Linked DNA regions of Mus musculus: region 1 is linked to region 2. A link is a contact called in public Hi-C data. All regions are on one chromosome and are shown on one strand. Each heading gives the region's core, a stretch centred on a gene start, on an enhancer-like site or on the middle of the called end of the contact. The rest is flanking DNA. Distances are from core to core; before and after follow the strand shown. Region 1 overlaps Kcnma1 (potassium large conductance calcium-activated channel, subfamily M, alpha member 1). Region 2 overlaps Kcnma1 (potassium large conductance calcium-activated channel, subfamily M, alpha member 1).

Evidence for each region. Hi-C and Micro-C count contacts between places; a contact is called where the count stands out from the background.
Region 1: a Hi-C map of cerebral cortex shows a contact between it and region 2, with 3 times the contacts expected there. The contact joins two enhancer-like sites. A contact is called at or near these places in 1 of 39 promoter capture datasets (hippocampal neurons), 11 of 484 Hi-C or Micro-C datasets (2-cell embryo, cerebral cortex, cortical neurons and 5 more) and 1 of 115 datasets of contacts at active chromatin or transcription factors (PVALB interneurons).

What each region holds. Positions count from the first base shown.
Region 1 is chr14:23,981,009-23,984,135 of GRCm38.p6, reverse strand. The region is part of intron 1 of Kcnma1 (potassium large conductance calcium-activated channel, subfamily M, alpha member 1); the gene reads left to right. Among named protein-coding and RNA genes, the nearest start is that of Kcnma1, 22 kb to the left of the region's middle. Within about 2 kb of position 1,770, at least 24 of the 459 cell types and tissues checked have an H3K27ac peak or open chromatin away from gene starts, as enhancers often do. A contact at or near this core is called in cerebral cortex and cortical neurons, where this site is marked.
Region 2 is chr14:23,896,313-23,899,524 of GRCm38.p6, reverse strand. The region is part of intron 1 of Kcnma1 (potassium large conductance calcium-activated channel, subfamily M, alpha member 1); the gene reads left to right. Among named protein-coding and RNA genes, the nearest start is that of Kcnma1, 110 kb to the left of the region's middle. Within about 2 kb of position 1,379, at least 16 of the 459 cell types and tissues checked have an H3K27ac peak or open chromatin away from gene starts, as enhancers often do. A contact at or near this core is called in cerebral cortex and cortical neurons, where this site is marked.

The sequences.
Region 1 (3,127 bases), core at 521-3,020, 84 kb before region 2:
AAGCATTGAACAAATGGCTGTGAGTTTAGGTCAGCAGTTCTCGATCTGTGGGTCACGAGCCCTCTTGGGAGGTTGCATATCAGATGTCCTGCGTATCAGATATTTACATCACAGTTACATCAGTATCATCAAATAATTTTGTGGCTTGGGGTCCCCACAGCCTAAGGAACTGTATGTATTAAAGGGTCACAAGGCTAGGAAGGAAGGCTAGCGGGAAACTTGGCATCTAAAGGCCAGCAGGAAGGTGGGCACTGTTCTCTGGGCATTAAGAGTAGAGCCAGAGCTTAGGGCAAAAGGAAAATGGAGATGCCTCTTTCCCTGACCCTACACTCGCTACCACTCTAGGAAGAGGAAGGAGGGACTGTAGGGAGAGGAGAGGAAAAAGTTGAGACTACAAAACACCTCCTCCCTTTAGGGCAGGGGCCCAGCTTAGTTGGCAGAATCCTAGCATGCATGCAAACCTGACTTTAGCATCCAGCATCCTATAAACCGGTGTGGTGGAATGTGCCTATAATCCCAGCACTTGGAAAGCGGAGATGGAATTATCAGGAGTTCAAGGCCGGTCTGGGCGACGTGAAACTCTGTTTCAAAGACTTCACTCTAGATGGGTTTATTTTCGAAAGCCTCAGTTTACCGAATGATGGCTGCATCCCACGATTCTGAAGCTCCCGTGACTCTACACAGCACCTGTGTTTTGTGTGAATTTTGAGTTTTTCCTCCCGAATGGTCTGTCCAGTGCTGCCACCTTCCATGTTCTCAGACAGATGGAGACAACTGCAAAGGGGGCAGGGTGGGGTGGGGGGGGAGGCTTTAGAGGGCAGAGGCACTTCTCCACAGGATAGATCTTTTCTAGGTTCCAGAGTCTGGACACCAGAGTAAGAAGGGCCACCTGGCCCTGTGTGCCTCAGGAGCTGTGTTCCCGTGGGTTCTGAGGAGAAGGGAATGGGGCAGAAGGACCCTTGGGCCATCCAGGCAAGGAAGAATCAGGGAGTGCCCTACTTAGGAATCTCTCTCTGACTCACAGAGCTGGGTCAGGCACCTGCTGCAAGGTTTGCATAGCACCTGGTATTTGTCCTTAAACTTTGCTTTTTTGTTGGGGATTATGTGTACGGAGACTCACAAAACTTGTTTCTGTACACTGAATTCCCGGAAGACTTTCTTCCCCACCTCCAGCTCCGTTTCATGTCAGGTTGATGTTGCCACTCTCTGAATTAAGCAAATATTTTGCTCCTGGGTTTCTTGCCCCACATTTGGGCCAGGTTGGGAAGAGGGTCTCAAGAGTGTTACTCACACTGCCTTCGGGGAAGCCTGCGGTGGAGGTGAGGCTGTGTAAGACATGAATAGGGTCTTCTTTTTCATCTGTGTGCTGAGCTGGTAAGGAAACATAGGTAGGTACCTGGGATTAGTTCTCTCTCCCTCTGCCAGGGAGCTGGCTGGTCTTTGCCAGCCCTCCTTGAACTCCCTCTTTCTGTAGCTATAGCAGGAAGACCACAGAGTTTCATGCAGCATGGAAGATGGGCTCAAAAGATGGCAATAACCGTCAATGTGTATACAGGCACAAGGTAGCACTTAGCTGAAGTTGACTTGAGGCCACCTCCTGGCAAGCACTGTGTAGGCGAGGATGAGGCATGTCCTTGGGACTCCAGAGCACTTCCTGTGCTTAGGGATCCGGCTAGATTGTAAGCTCCTGATGGGACCCGGTGTGGACTCCACACTCTGGACTACGGGATGCAGAGCCAGGCAGGATGTGCATCTTTATTTGTCTCACTGTTCTCAGCACTGAACATGTGACATGACACAAATGGGTACTTAGGAGGCGCCGAGTGAGTCAGAGAACAGATGCATATTCTGCAATCACTCACAGATATTCCATGTTAGTTACATTTCTCTTCTGGGTGGTGATTCCCCTTGTTGTCGGAGGCTTCTTGAGCTTTCAGGGCATCGGATCCCTTCTGGAAGTCAGAGTACCGTTGTTCTAGACCACCTTCACCAGACCACGGGCTTTAAGAAGGCAAGACTCTCTCCTGACCTTAGGCATTAGCAGGGAGTGTGAGTGACCTGAGGGTGGAACTCCAAAGCTACCTTATCCCCATTTACTGGTAGCTTGGCAGAATATTCTGGAAGTGTCTCAAGCTTGACTTGCTCAGAAGAAAGGCTGTTTTATGTGCCTTTTTAAAGTGTAGGATAGCTGTTCCCACCAGCAGACAGCCTTCAGCTGTATTTGATGGAACCACAAATTTGTTTTCTTCTCCACCCTATTCCCACCATGAAGAGACCTCTGTCCAGCTAGCCACCCGCCATCCCTGAAAGAGGCCAAGTTCCTCCTTGCACTGTACTAAGTCGAATTGCAGCTACTTGGATGGAGGGGGTGATGTTAGCCCGAACAAAAACATCCTGTTGGAGATGAAGCCATGCTGGGCTTTGTTACACAATGGGAAATAGGAGAGCAGAGGTGAGCTGCGGAGTCTGACTGATAATTAGCTTCTCTGTGCATACCCATGTGCCAGTCTGCAGCCAAGCTGCCTCCTAAGGGGTGCCCCCTTGCCTGCCCAAATCAGCCCCAAAGCCTCAGAAGTCTTCTTGCTTCATTGACTGCCCTGTTGTGTCTGGTTTTTAGAAAAGAGGATTGCTTCAAGGCCAGAAAAACTCAGAGTTCTTTAATGGAGCACTGGGTGCATTGAAGAGAGGTGGAGAGTGTCACAGAGAGCCTGGAGGTATATAGAGCTAGCCCACTTGTAGGAAGCCAGAGTTGGTAGAGCTCCAACATTGGCCACATTGCTTCTGATGGGTTAAGGGGCACCCTTGAAGGATAGGTGCTCAGTAGCTGAGGTCCATCACCTGAGGTCATAATAGCAGCTACCTCAGAAGGTAGAAAATGAGCCAGGACAGTGAAAAATTCAGTCTTAGTGTGTAAGCAAGAGCTCCAGGCCATTTGTATTTTGTTTGCACAATAAACAATTATTGAATCCCCATTGTCTGTTTATGTGCAGTGTTGGGGTAGAAGGTAAGGAGTTTCCAGAAATGAGTCAGAACCAACAACTTTGTCTTCCAAGGAGTAAATGGCCTAGAAGGGCCCCTTGCTGTTGGGAGGGTTACTGAGAGCCGTGCTCAAGGTCATTCTTGGCTG
Region 2 (3,212 bases), core at 130-2,629:
TCCCCTTAGGTTTGTTTCCAACCTTCAAGTAAGTGGAGCCATGATTGCTGGCTGTCATCTTGGTTTAGAGCTGTATGTTTAGACTACAGCCAGGAAGACCTCCCTAAGGAGAAATAGAGGAGAAGGAAGTCTTCTGATCTTCCTAGGACCACTGACACCCTACTCTGCTTCACAGGGAACAAACTCAGGTTCTGCAAATAGATTGGTGTTCTTGGCACAGTTAGTTTTTTGTTTGTTTGTTTGTTTTTTAAATTCATCATTTCCATTTATGGACCAAAGTTTTTGGATACAATATCTGGGTTGTTCACTTTTCTAACAAAAATGATTGAAGATCTGCACAGATGGCCTGCATCCCTTCACGGCATCTTGACTAATAGGCACAACAGTTGCAAGTTACCCTTTGCCCCCATGCCTTTAAAAAACACTGTCTTTGGATTAGGGAAACAAATGTGGGCCTTCTGTATATTCTCACAAATGTCTCCTTAGCTCCAGAGTTCTGCTGACAGCCCAGATGGGAGCCAGCACTCTTTGGCCTCTATGCTGAAGAGTCCCAGTGAGTCCCTTCTGAGGTCAGAAAGAAGCAGATAGGGGCAGAGCTTCAGGCCGCGTCCCTGAACAACATAGAGAACATGTCTCCCATGTCTGTAACAATGGCTTCTACATGTGGGTGCATGGGATAAAGATCAGAGGTCAAGGACATCCAAAAGGCTAAGCACAGGGAATTGGAAGATGCAAAAGCAGTATAGAGGTGGTGCAGCTTTGCAGGGGCAGGTCTCCTTTGTTCCTAGCGCATGCTCCCCAGCTTCTCTTTTGCCTTGTTCTGCTCATTAAGCTGGTACCTAGTGTTTATTGGGAGGAATAGCAAAGGTCTGACACCTGTTAGCCCTGAGCATCTTAGATTACTTCCCTTCCCACATCCAGGATCTCACCTTGCCCAACCTACCTGAGGTTTTCTAAACTGCAGTGTTAGGAAAGGCAGAAAGCTTCAAGGGCCTGCCTTGGGCACCCACTTCCTTTCTAGCTGATCCAGGCCCTAAAGAGGATACCAAAGCCACACTCTTGGGGTGACCTGGTCTAATGTGACTCCACAAAAATCCTGTGGCAGAAGAGTGGGCAGCTTGGGTGGGTGGGCATGGAGAATGACTTTTGTTCCCTTGTTGGTACGTCCAGGATTGACTCTCTGTCTATTTCTTCCCCTGAGACTTGGCTAGTTCCAAAGGACAGAATAACATGCCTTGGGGTAGAGTGGGGGCTGCTGGACCTCAGACAGAAGCACTGTCTTTCCCTCTGAACCTCGCAGAGAGCCTGATGTACCAGGGTATACCGAGGGGAAGCCCCGTATTGCTCACTGATGTTATCAGGAGGCTTCTAGCCTGCGTGCCAGGCAGGTAAATTGATTTTTTTTTTCAGTCTGTGGAACATCTAAAGATAGGCAAACTGGTGTGTGCTGCTAGCATTGAGAATGACAGGCCATCTGTGAATCACAAGCCCGCCCACTGAGGTTGTGCAGGGCCCAGGCTGGTGGCAGGAAGGAAGCTCTGCTAGAAGTAGCCAGATGCAGGTGGGTGCCACTCAAGGATTGGGGTGGGGGTGGAGGGTGGGGAGAGGGAGTCAGCCTTGCTGGTGAATCTGGGATCCCCATTCTGGTTCCCAGGAGGATGCTCAGCGGCTCAACAGTACTGGAGCTACAGTAGTCAAGTGCTGTGTGTGCTGTGCAGCTTCCGTAGCTGGATAGAACAGGGTAGCCCCAGCAGGGGTGAAGCCTCCATGTGGCTCTCTTGCTGGTTCAAAGGCCTCACATAGCCAGCCTATGGCTGCTTGTTTTATTCCATGATGCCTTTCTGTCTTTGAACCATTTGGCTAGTTCTTAGGAGGACTTTATGTTTTTTCAGGGATTTCTCACTCCCCTGCGCCCCCCCCCCCCCATACAGGCAACACACACCAAGTTCCTTCTAGGCACTGGGCAAAGTACTAGATACAGCGCATGCCACAGAACATTAGGCAGCAGTGTGTGTGTGTGGGGGTGGCTTTTTGGTGGCAATGTCAGTTTCTATTAACCTCTGGAAAGACAGCCAGCAAGGTATGGAGTAATGGAAAATATTTCCTGACGGTGGGAAAGGCCTCTCTGAGGAAGAGATATCTGGAAAGGAAGCCAGCCCAGTAGAAATTGGAGGGAAGAATCTCTCAGTAGAACCAGTCTGTACAAAGGTCCTGAGGTAGGATGGAAAGCAGTTGCTCTTTTCACACTGCACAGACACATCTCTGAGTGAAGTGTGCAGCCCATGGTGCTATGCTAGGAGGTTTCCAGGGGCTGTTTTTATAGATCTTTGTAGGCAACAGTAAGGAGGTTGGCTGTCCATGTCAGTACTAGGAGCACTGTTGGAGGGTTTTAGCCATGCATGCAACCTCGTTAGAGCTTGTTAAATCTCAGTCTGTAGCCGTGAACCTGAAAAGCAGGCAGGACAGGCATGGAAGCAGAACTCCAAAGCAGAATACTGCCCGGTCCTGGGGGGAGGGAATAGAGGAACAGGGGCTCAGGATCAAACTGAAGCCATCTCAACCTGTATAGCAGCCCCACTGGAGGAAGAAACAGGTCCTCAAAGGACCAAGGACGTGCTCCAGATTGCACCTATCATCTTAGCTTAAGGACTTCCTTGTCTTTCTTGTCTTAGCGTGGGGTCTCAGGATGCTAGGTTGCCTTGATTGTCAGACAGGTGTTAGCAAGGAGCCATCCCTGGGAAGGATGACTGCTGTAACACGGTACCCAGGAGAGGGGCTAGAACAGCACAGTTACCTTCCTCTCTCTCTGGAGTCCCAGGTCAAGGTGTTGGTAGGACGGAAGCTGCATTCCTATGAGATCTGTTTCCTTGGCTCATAGGTAGCCTGGCCCTGCTCTCTCTGTGAAGTCACATGGCCTTCTGTTTGGCTCCTCGTCCCTTCCTCCTAGGACACCAGTCGTACTGGATGAGGATTTACTCTAGTGACCTCGCTTTGACTTGGTCTGTTCTTTACAAACACATTCAGTGTCTACCTCGAGAGTTAAAGATGTCTGCATATACAGTGTGGAGACCACACCCCCGGCGTGCCTCTCCTTATTGAGCCACCTCAGTGGGTGGCATGGGACTCACACATGCTGCTGTTGTCCTCTGAACACTCAGCACACTTGTTTAGTTTATCTCCAGGACAATGGTAGGCCAGTGCTAGCAGATCTT